2 separate regions of the Gossypium hirsutum genome follow, and region 1 is linked to region 2. The links are chromatin contacts, called in public Hi-C maps. All regions are on one chromosome and are shown on one strand. Each heading gives the region's core, a stretch centred on a gene start, on an enhancer-like site or on the middle of the called end of the contact. The rest is flanking DNA. Distances are from core to core; before and after follow the strand shown.

Evidence for each region. Hi-C and Micro-C count contacts between places; a contact is called where the count stands out from the background.
Region 1: a contact with region 2 is called in a Hi-C map of leaf, with 2.0 times the contacts expected there. The contact joins the enhancer-like site here to the promoter of LOC107959830 in region 2. A contact is called at or near these places in 7 of 34 Hi-C or Micro-C datasets (all in leaf).

What each region holds. Positions count from the first base shown.
Region 1 is chrA05:99,895,605-99,899,946 of Gossypium_hirsutum_v2.1, forward strand. It overlaps the pseudogene LOC107943788. Among protein-coding and RNA genes, the nearest start is that of LOC107959822, 7.2 kb to the right of the region's middle. Within about 2 kb of position 2,512, at least 5 of the 9 cell types and tissues checked have an H3K27ac peak or open chromatin away from gene starts, as enhancers often do. A contact at or near this core is called in leaf, where this site is marked.
Region 2 is chrA05:99,816,159-99,820,844 of Gossypium_hirsutum_v2.1, forward strand. It overlaps LOC107959830 (WAT1-related protein At3g28050), which reads left to right and starts at 1,503. Exons shown (of 7, transcript XM_016895983.2): 1 at 1,503-1,863; 2 at 1,980-2,045; 3 at 2,203-2,316; 4 at 2,765-3,029; 5 at 3,132-3,290; 6 at 3,376-3,527; 7 at 3,623-4,107. The coding sequence starts at 1,667. The coding sequence ends at 3,779. It overlaps LOC107959831 (a long non-coding RNA gene), which reads right to left. Exons shown (of 2, transcript XR_001700979.2): 2 at 4,147-4,543.

The DNA.
Region 1 (4,342 bases), core at 1,262-3,761, 80 kb after region 2:
TGCAATATAGACTCTTATTAGTTGAAATTTATTTAGTAACATTTAAGTTGATTGGGTATTTAATTCAATTAATATGAGTAGTTTTATAAATGTAAGAGGATGTGAATTCGGGTGTATTGAAGCGCATTATCTTCTTATTTTTGGGTTAGAAAGGGGCTATGTCTAATTTTAGTGGCAGTCATGTTAAAAAAACATATATTAAAAAATAATTTTTAAATTTAGTGAAAAAAATAAGTAATTCAAAATTTAAAGCAATTGTATAAATTTAAAATTGAATTGGAATATTAAAAAAATATCTAACTCTCTATAAAGTCAAGCATGATTTTCATATGGAAGGATGATTTTTGTAGGGATGGAAGTGTTATATATGGTAGTGATAAGGAACGGTTACAGAAGGTAAGAACTTTGGTAGATGGAAAGTTAAAGATTTCAGAAGATGGGTTACTTCAACAAGATGAAGATGGGATCCCCATATCCGGCGATATTAAAAATAGCTGGGCTGGCGTCTCCACCTTACAGGCTCTATTCATTAAAGAACACAATGCTATCTGTGATGCCCTTAAGGTATTTATTTAACTTCCTTCGTTGCAAAATTCCTTTATATTAAGAGAATTTTACTAAACATTAGTCTTTGAAATATAATTTTAGAAGGAATACCCAGCTTTGAACGATGAAGAGTTATACCGACATGCAAGGCTTATAACTTCTGCTGTGATTGCAAAGATCCATACCATTGATTGGACTGTGGAGCTTTTGAAAACTGATACATTGCTCGCTGGAATGCGTATTAATTGGTAAACCATTTTGCTATTTTCCTTTTAATGTTGTCAAATTTTATAAGCTTCGATTGTTGGGATTTGAACCTTCAACCAACTGGATTAAACTCCAGATATAATTTTAATGTTGTCAACTTTGTCACAGGTATGGATTTTTGGGAAAGAAATTCAAGGACACATTTGGGCATGTTGGTGGATCCACTTTGGGAGGTTTAGTTGGTCTCAAAAAGCCTATTAATCACGGTGTTCCTTACACTTTGACCGAAGAATTTACCAGTGTCTATCGGATGCACCAACTTTTACCAGATTCCATACACCTAAGGAACATTAATGTCACTCCTGGACTGAACAAATCTCCACCATTGCTTGAGGAGTAAGCCATACAAGATATTGTTGTAAACAATCATAGTCCATATTTATTCTTATACATAAGTTTTTTTTTTTTTAATGCAGGGTTCCTATGCCCGATCTAATCGGCCATAAAGGAGAAAAAACTTTGTCAAAAATTGGATTCACCAGGCAATTTGTTTCAATGGGACATCAAGCTTGTGGTGCATTGGAGCTTTGCAACTATCCTTCATGGCTTCGAGACCTTGTAGCACAAGATGTTGATGGCAAAGATAGGCCTGACCATGTGGATTTGGCAGCTCTTGAAGGTAATGACTTGTCTCAAACTAGAAATTTATGATCCATGAATTCGTTAAACAAAGACGTGAAAATTGGATCTAATATTAATATCAATGATGCAGTTTACAGGGATAGGGAGAGGAAAGTTGCAAGGTATAATCAATTCCGTAGGAATTTGCTATTGATACCAATCTCTAAATGGGAAGATCTAACTGAGGATAAGGAAGCCATTGAAGTTCTCAAGGAAGTTTATGGTGATGATATTGAAGAACTGGACTTAATGGTGGGTCTCATGGCAGAGAAGAAGATCAAGGGTTTTGCTATAAGTGAAACTTCTTTCATTGTCTTCCTACTAATGGCATCTAGGTATAAATCATAATTTCGTACTGTTTTGCGGAAAAAATTGAATACTTAGAATTGAATAATGATATTACTGTAGGAGGCTTGAAGCTGATAGGTTCTTCACAAGCGATTTCAATGAGGAAGCATACACAAAGAAAGGATTTGAATGGGTGAATACAAGTGAAAGCTTGAAAGATGTGTTGAATCGCCATTATCCAGAAATCTAAAAGAAATGGATCAACTCAACAAGTGCTTTCTCGGTTTGGGACTCACCTCCAAATGCTCCCAATCCTATCCCTCTCTATCTTCGCTTTCCATCTTAAGATTAACTCACTTTCGATCTATGGGATCCTATCTCTTATCATAATTTTCATCTTTAATATTTAATACTGATTACATGTTTTAATTTACATCAAAATTGTTTGTTTGTCTTCCTTATGCTATGCATCAATAAAAGTTTCTTCTTTCTTTTTCTTTGCTCTGCCATTCAACAAGAATGCAGTAAAGAAAGACCACAAAGTGACACAAACAGAGCAAAATTAAGAAACAAAGCTCCTACATCACTAAATATTAAATTTGATAGGGAAAGTCAGTATGCAGCTAGGAGTCACCATGAAGAAATCAATGCCACAACGCTACTACTTAGGAAGATCTGATGAAGGAATGGAGGGCAATTCAAATTTCGATACTGTTCAGGGGAGAAGGAGGACGCTGATGAAGGACAGTTTGGGAATAAGAGAGATGGAGACCAACTTGAACTCAAAAGATAAGGATAAAGTTTAGTAGCGTAAGTAGTTAATAACATTAATTGAAATCCTACATACTTATATATAATGTAAAGTAGTTAAATTTTAATTTGGGTCTCTTTATTATATTTATATTTAATATTTATTTATTTTCATAGTGTAAATAATTAAGATCATTAATTTAAATCTTATATACTTATATATAATTCAAATGCTTTTAGGGACTGTTACATGGTTCTCATATCTTTTGCATTTTCCTTGTTTTCTTTATTGATAATAATCAAATTTTAATCTTATGCTGAAACTTAAAAATTTAATCTATATATTATAATTTTTGGCACAATTTGACCTTTTATTTTTATAATTTTATTAGTTAGTCTAAAAAGTTAATATTGTAAACTATTTCAATTAAAATGTTGATGTCAATTTTTCTTAAGGACAATATTTCAACAAAACATTTATTTTATCATGACAAGTACGAATGACTGTTTAAAAAAATTATCCACATAAATATTTTCAACATTATTTTTGTTATTATATTGCTTCCAAGTAATTTTTTTTAATTTCAAAATGTCACATAAGTAATTTAATACACAAATTTTAACGGTGGTAACAACTAGAGTTGAAGTTTTAAATATGATAAATAGACACATTAAATTTCAAATGTACAAATTGTATAAAAATTTAGGCATATTTTAAATTTCAAATTTTTACTTTATAATTTAACACAAATAAATGATTAACATTATGAAAAACAAAAACTATATTAGTGTTTTTTAAGATAAAGTTTGCATTTGATTCACTTAAAATTAAAAGTATAACGAAGTCTAATTTAACTTAGATTTGTTAAATTACATAAAATTATTTAAAAATAGTAATAAATATATATTCATGTAAATATAATCAAACATACAATCCAATTTAATTTTAGATTTCAAATTCATTAGAATTATATTTTGAATATATTCCTCTTTTAAAAAGTTATTAATTCTAAACCTCATGTGATGGCCTGATGGTCAAGTGTGTTTACCGTTACAAGAGTGACTTTAGTTCAAACCGCGTTAGTCACGTTTGTTGTTCGCGCTAATTACGTTCATGGAAATATAATATTTTAAATGTGGTTGACAATAATTTTAATTTTTTACTTAATATAAAATTTTCAACAAAAAAGTGTTGAATAAATAAGCAGGTAGATAGCTACTTATCACTTAGTGTAGAAAATATTAAGTTGATTTTATTTTAATAAAATTTTAAAATAAATTATCTTTTTTGTTAAAAAATAAGGTATTCAACTTACTGTATTTATTTTTCATCCAAAACTATCAAAAATAATATAAAATATTATGTTAATAAGATTAAATTTAAAAATAAATTATCTTTTAAAAATCAAATTTTACTTTTATCAAACAACATAATTATATTCAATAATTATATTTACTAATTTACTAAACAATTTTCTAATATAAATTTAACACTTACAAAATTTAGTAATAAAAATTTAGTACTTAATTTTTCAACACTTAAATTTTCAGTTTATCAAACACACCCTAACTTGTCATTCGAATAAATACTTGACATAATATTTCAGAACACAATAGTAAACAACATTTACAATTATTTAAATATAATTAAAATCAATTAATACTAAAACTATCTAATATCAAATAATAATAATTAAATATCTCAAATAATAATGAAAACCATACCTTTTTTGTGATGAAAACAAATGCTTTTTTTAGTAATTCTTTAGATGTTATTTTGAATGAAAATGTCTCATTAATGCATATATTTATAATGTTAAATATCAATTTATAACCGTAACACTAATTAAATGATTATCAATTTAAAACA
Region 2 (4,686 bases), core at 253-2,752:
ATTAAGATATTATTATATTTGGTAGAACAAAATCACACTCTATCTTGTAATATTAAATATTTTGTTGTGTCACATAGGTTTGAGTGGTAAACGCAATAATAAAGTATATAAGCACAAGATCATAATTTTTGGACACTGTTGTGACATAAATAATGTAATTATTTATAATAAAGTATGGTCATATCAGACGATTAAATAACCTCTAAATTATTTGATGAAAGAAAAAGATGCTTTTCACACTATAAACCCAATTTATCATGCAACTTTGTTATCAAATTTACTTGGATGCTAATATATTTTTATATCCATATGTCTTTTTTTTATGAGAATGTTAAAATATATTTTTTATAAGTATGTATCAAATATAAATTTTTAAAAAAAAAATACAGCTTATATCTAAAAACTAATGTTTTAAGAAATGGGCTAATGGTTAAAATGTCAGATTACCCTTTTTTAGTTTAATTGGTTCATAATAAAAGCAGAAAGATAATTTACATTTACTCATTCAAATATATTGGTTTTTTTATTTTTTTATTTTTGATTTTAATTTTTAAAATTTAGTTAAATTGTTTGTTTTGGAGGAAAATTTGATTAAATTGTTAAAATTTTAATGGCTGATGTGACCACTATTCTTACGTATAATTCATAAAAAATAATAAAAATATTTACATCCAATAAATTAAAAAAAAATTCATATAAATTTTTTAAAATGTTTCTATGTTAATAATGAAGGATATGTATAATGCTACATAAACTGTCATGTTAATACCATTAAAATTTTAACAATTGAGTTATTTTTTCTGTCCGAAAATAAACAATTTAATTAATTTTAAAAACTGGGTTGAAAATAACCCAAAAATTAGTAAAAATCAAAATAATAAAATAAATAAACCATAAAACTACAACAATACTTTAAGGGTGTGCAAATTTCGGGTAAAACCAAATTAATTCGGTTAACCGAATGAATTCGATTAATCGGTCAATTAATTGAATTAATTTGATCGGGGTTGGTTAATAATTTTTTGAAAGTTCGGTTAACGACTAATTTGGTTCAAAATCAGTCAGATAACTGAATTAACCAAACTTAATAAACAATATTATAATATATAAGTATTCGGTAGGAGTTGGTCGGTTCGGTTAATTTTTTGAAAGTATAAATTAATTAGTCAATTAATTTTTTATATATTTTATACTTGTTTTAACAAATATATATATATATAAATTTCAGTTTTTTTTAAAAAAAATTCAATTTAATTAATAATTAAAAATTTACAATAATCTATTAATTTGATTAATAATACTTCAAGTCGGTTAACCGATTCAACATTCATCCAATACACTACACTGTATACCGTTGCAAATTGCACCTTCCTAATTTTGCCTTATCTCCGTTCTTTTTTCTTTTTTTTTTCTAAATTTTTTATGCTTTTGTCGAAAAAGAAAACATAAGGGACCATTCTACCAATAATTATACCACATAGTAAATCACGTATTTATAAAGTAACTCATCAGCAATTCCCATCAAAGTTTTTTGTCTACGCATCCCTCACAAATAACAGTACCTTCCATTTTTCAACAAAAACTCTTTTTTATTCTTTTGGAAGTTTTCTGTGTATTCTTTCTTTCTGGTGTGTTGGTTTCAGTTTTCATTTTGAGAGGGGAAAAAATGGTGTGGAGATGGAGGTACTGTTACAAGGATGTTCTGCCATTTTCAGCTATGGTGACAATGGAGTGTATAAACGTGGGTTTAAACACACTTTTCAAAGCGGCTACTTTGATGGGCATGAGTTACCATGTTTTTGTTGTCTATGCTTATGCTATAGCTGCTCTTGTTCTCCTTCCTGCTCCTTTCTTCTCTTACAGGTCCTTTTTATTACTACTCCAACTCCAACTCCAACTCCAGTTTTAAGTGTTTCATTTTTGTATTTGAAAGCTCAAATTGTTCATTTCTGATATGTTTCTCTTTGCTTTTATTGCAGATCAAGAGTGCTTCCTCCACTGACCTTCCCTATACTATGCAAGATTGGTCTGCTTGGGCTTATAGGGTAACTTTTTTTTTCCGACTCATGCACCTCACATGGTTTCAAAAACAAGAACCCATGATTTTGTTTTCTCTTTTAGAGGATTTTATCCTTACAACTTTTGCTTCATTTTCACAGAAAAATCTTGTGTTTTCCATTTCTTTATTGTTTTGGATTCCAGGAGTTCATCTCAGATCATGGGGTATACAGGCATCAATTACAGTTCTCCAACTCTTGCTTCTGCAATCAGTAACCTCACACCGGCTTTTACCTTCATCTTGGCTATCATTTTCAGGTAGTTTTAAGCACGCTTTAGTGCACAAAATTCGATGGATTATTCATCTGGAAAAAAAAGAAGAAAAAAACTGGTTCCACCCCTGTTTGGTTTCTGGTTAAGTTGGACTGACAGTTAAATTCCCTTTTGGTCAGAGTTTTTGATAGAATTTCATCAGTTAATTCTGTCCCTTGGATTTTCAATTATGCTTTTCTTTTTGCTTTTGGATGGTACTTGGGGTTCACTTTGGTAACCAAAGCAACTTTGGGCCCCAACACACTTTGACCCAATACCTATTTGCTCAATTTGGTATACTTCAGGCTTAATTTTCATCATTTAACAGTGTACTTCAGTTGCTAAATGCTAAGAAATGTTTTTCTTTTTTTTTCGAAATATTCTCTGATGTAATAATCCTGCCCTCTCTTTAATTTTGATTCCTTTTCTTTTGTTCTCGCAACTTGGAAAAAAGAATGGAGAAGCTAGCTTGGAAAAGAACAAGCAGTCAAGCTAAAGTCATAGGCACCATAATATCAATCACTGGTGCATTTGTGGTGACTCTTTACAAGGGTCCAGCCATAGTCATTGCTTCAACGCCTTCATCGTCTCTTCAACAAGACCTTAATCCATCGAATCGGCTTTTCGCTGGACTTAACTCTTCAAACACTAATTGGGTCATTGGTGGCATTTTCCTCACTGCTGAGTACATTCTAGTTCCTCTCTGGTACATTGTTCAGGTATAAAGAGTTTGCCAGATTGGTTACAAGTTATATGCTTTATTCCAATTGTAAGTTTGTCGAAATACAATGAAATGTAATCGATTCTCTATGGTTCTGCAGACGCAAATCATGAAGGAGTACCCGGATGAGATGACTGTTGTTTGCTTTTATAATTTATGTGTGAGTTTCATAGCTGCAATTGTTGGTTTAGCTACTGAGAGAAACGCAAGTGCTTGGAGATTAAAACCAGATATTGCATTAGCCTCGGTTGTTTGCTCGGTAAGGAACTTGTGCCATGGTTAAAATAGTCCCAAAACTCTTTGAATTTCCTATCTTATTGTTCACCCTGTATGATCCTGTTTAGGGACTCTTTGGTTCTTGCTTGAACAACACAGTCCATACATGGGCTCTGCGCTTGAAAGGACCTGTTTTTGTGGCTATGTTTAAGCCATTGTCAATCGCCATCGCTGTTGCCATGGGTGTCATGTTCCTAGGTGACACACTGTATCTTGGAAGGTATAAAAAAAAATTTAGTATCGTGCATAATTTTCTGTTTTTTTTTCCTCTTTTCTTTTTACCCTAATGATTGGTTTTCCTTTGTACATTCACAGTCTCATCGGAGCAACAATAATATCGATCGGATTTTACACAGTGATGTGGGGAAAAGCAAAAGAAGAGATGGCTGAATGTGGCAATGAAACCATCATAGACTCACCATCTTCCGACAAGGCTCCCCTGCTTCAAAACTACAAGAACGAACAAGTGTAGAAATCAAATTCAAGGACATGCATATGAATTGTGAAAGCAAAATCAAATCAAAATATGGCAAAATCTGCAATCAACCTTTTGTAGATGTGCAGAAAAGTTAGAAATTCAATGCCAAATCCATTTCTCTGCAAAAAGGTGTACTGATATAAAGATACTGTGGCTTAATGTGAATAGAAAAAAGACAGTAGAACCAACCCCAGATGAATTTGGGTTCCAAATATGTATAAATTGGTGTAGTTTGAAAACCATCTTTGTTATAACTTCAGACTTCTACATGTATTGATTGGTACAAAATCGAAATGATACAATATTAATATTGTAGACCTAATTTTTAGCCAGGGCCCATACACATACAAAAACCAAAAAATAAAACAAAATATTAAATAAGTCCATTTACAAATAATAGCCAGTCCAATTACACTAAATAATAAACCCAAAATACAAACCAATTACATAAAAATCCAAAGAAAACAAAAGCCCAAAATTTTTAAAAAACCCTTAACCCACAAATTTTTCAGCAAAGAGGGAAACTGCCTCCCTTCAGCCACCATGTACCCACGTTCTCCACCTACGACCATCAGCGCCACTTCACCACACACGTCGGCACACCAGGCACGACCCTCAACTCTTTTGTTGCTCGCCCACGTCCGTGTCCGTTCATGTCACCACGACTTGCGATTTAAGCAAGAAAACAGCAGGAAAACTACTTGTATTCGGCTATAAAGCTTCCAAATTTTTCATTGTAAAGGGTTCTTCTTTTTTTTCTGAAATACAAAATATACCAAAAAAGAGAGTAAAGAGCAGCCAAGAAAACATTTCCAAGGTGGTTATTTATCATTTTCTTTTTCTTGTTCTTTTGCTTTATTTTCATTTCCATTCAAATCCAAAAATACAAAATAAAAGGGGA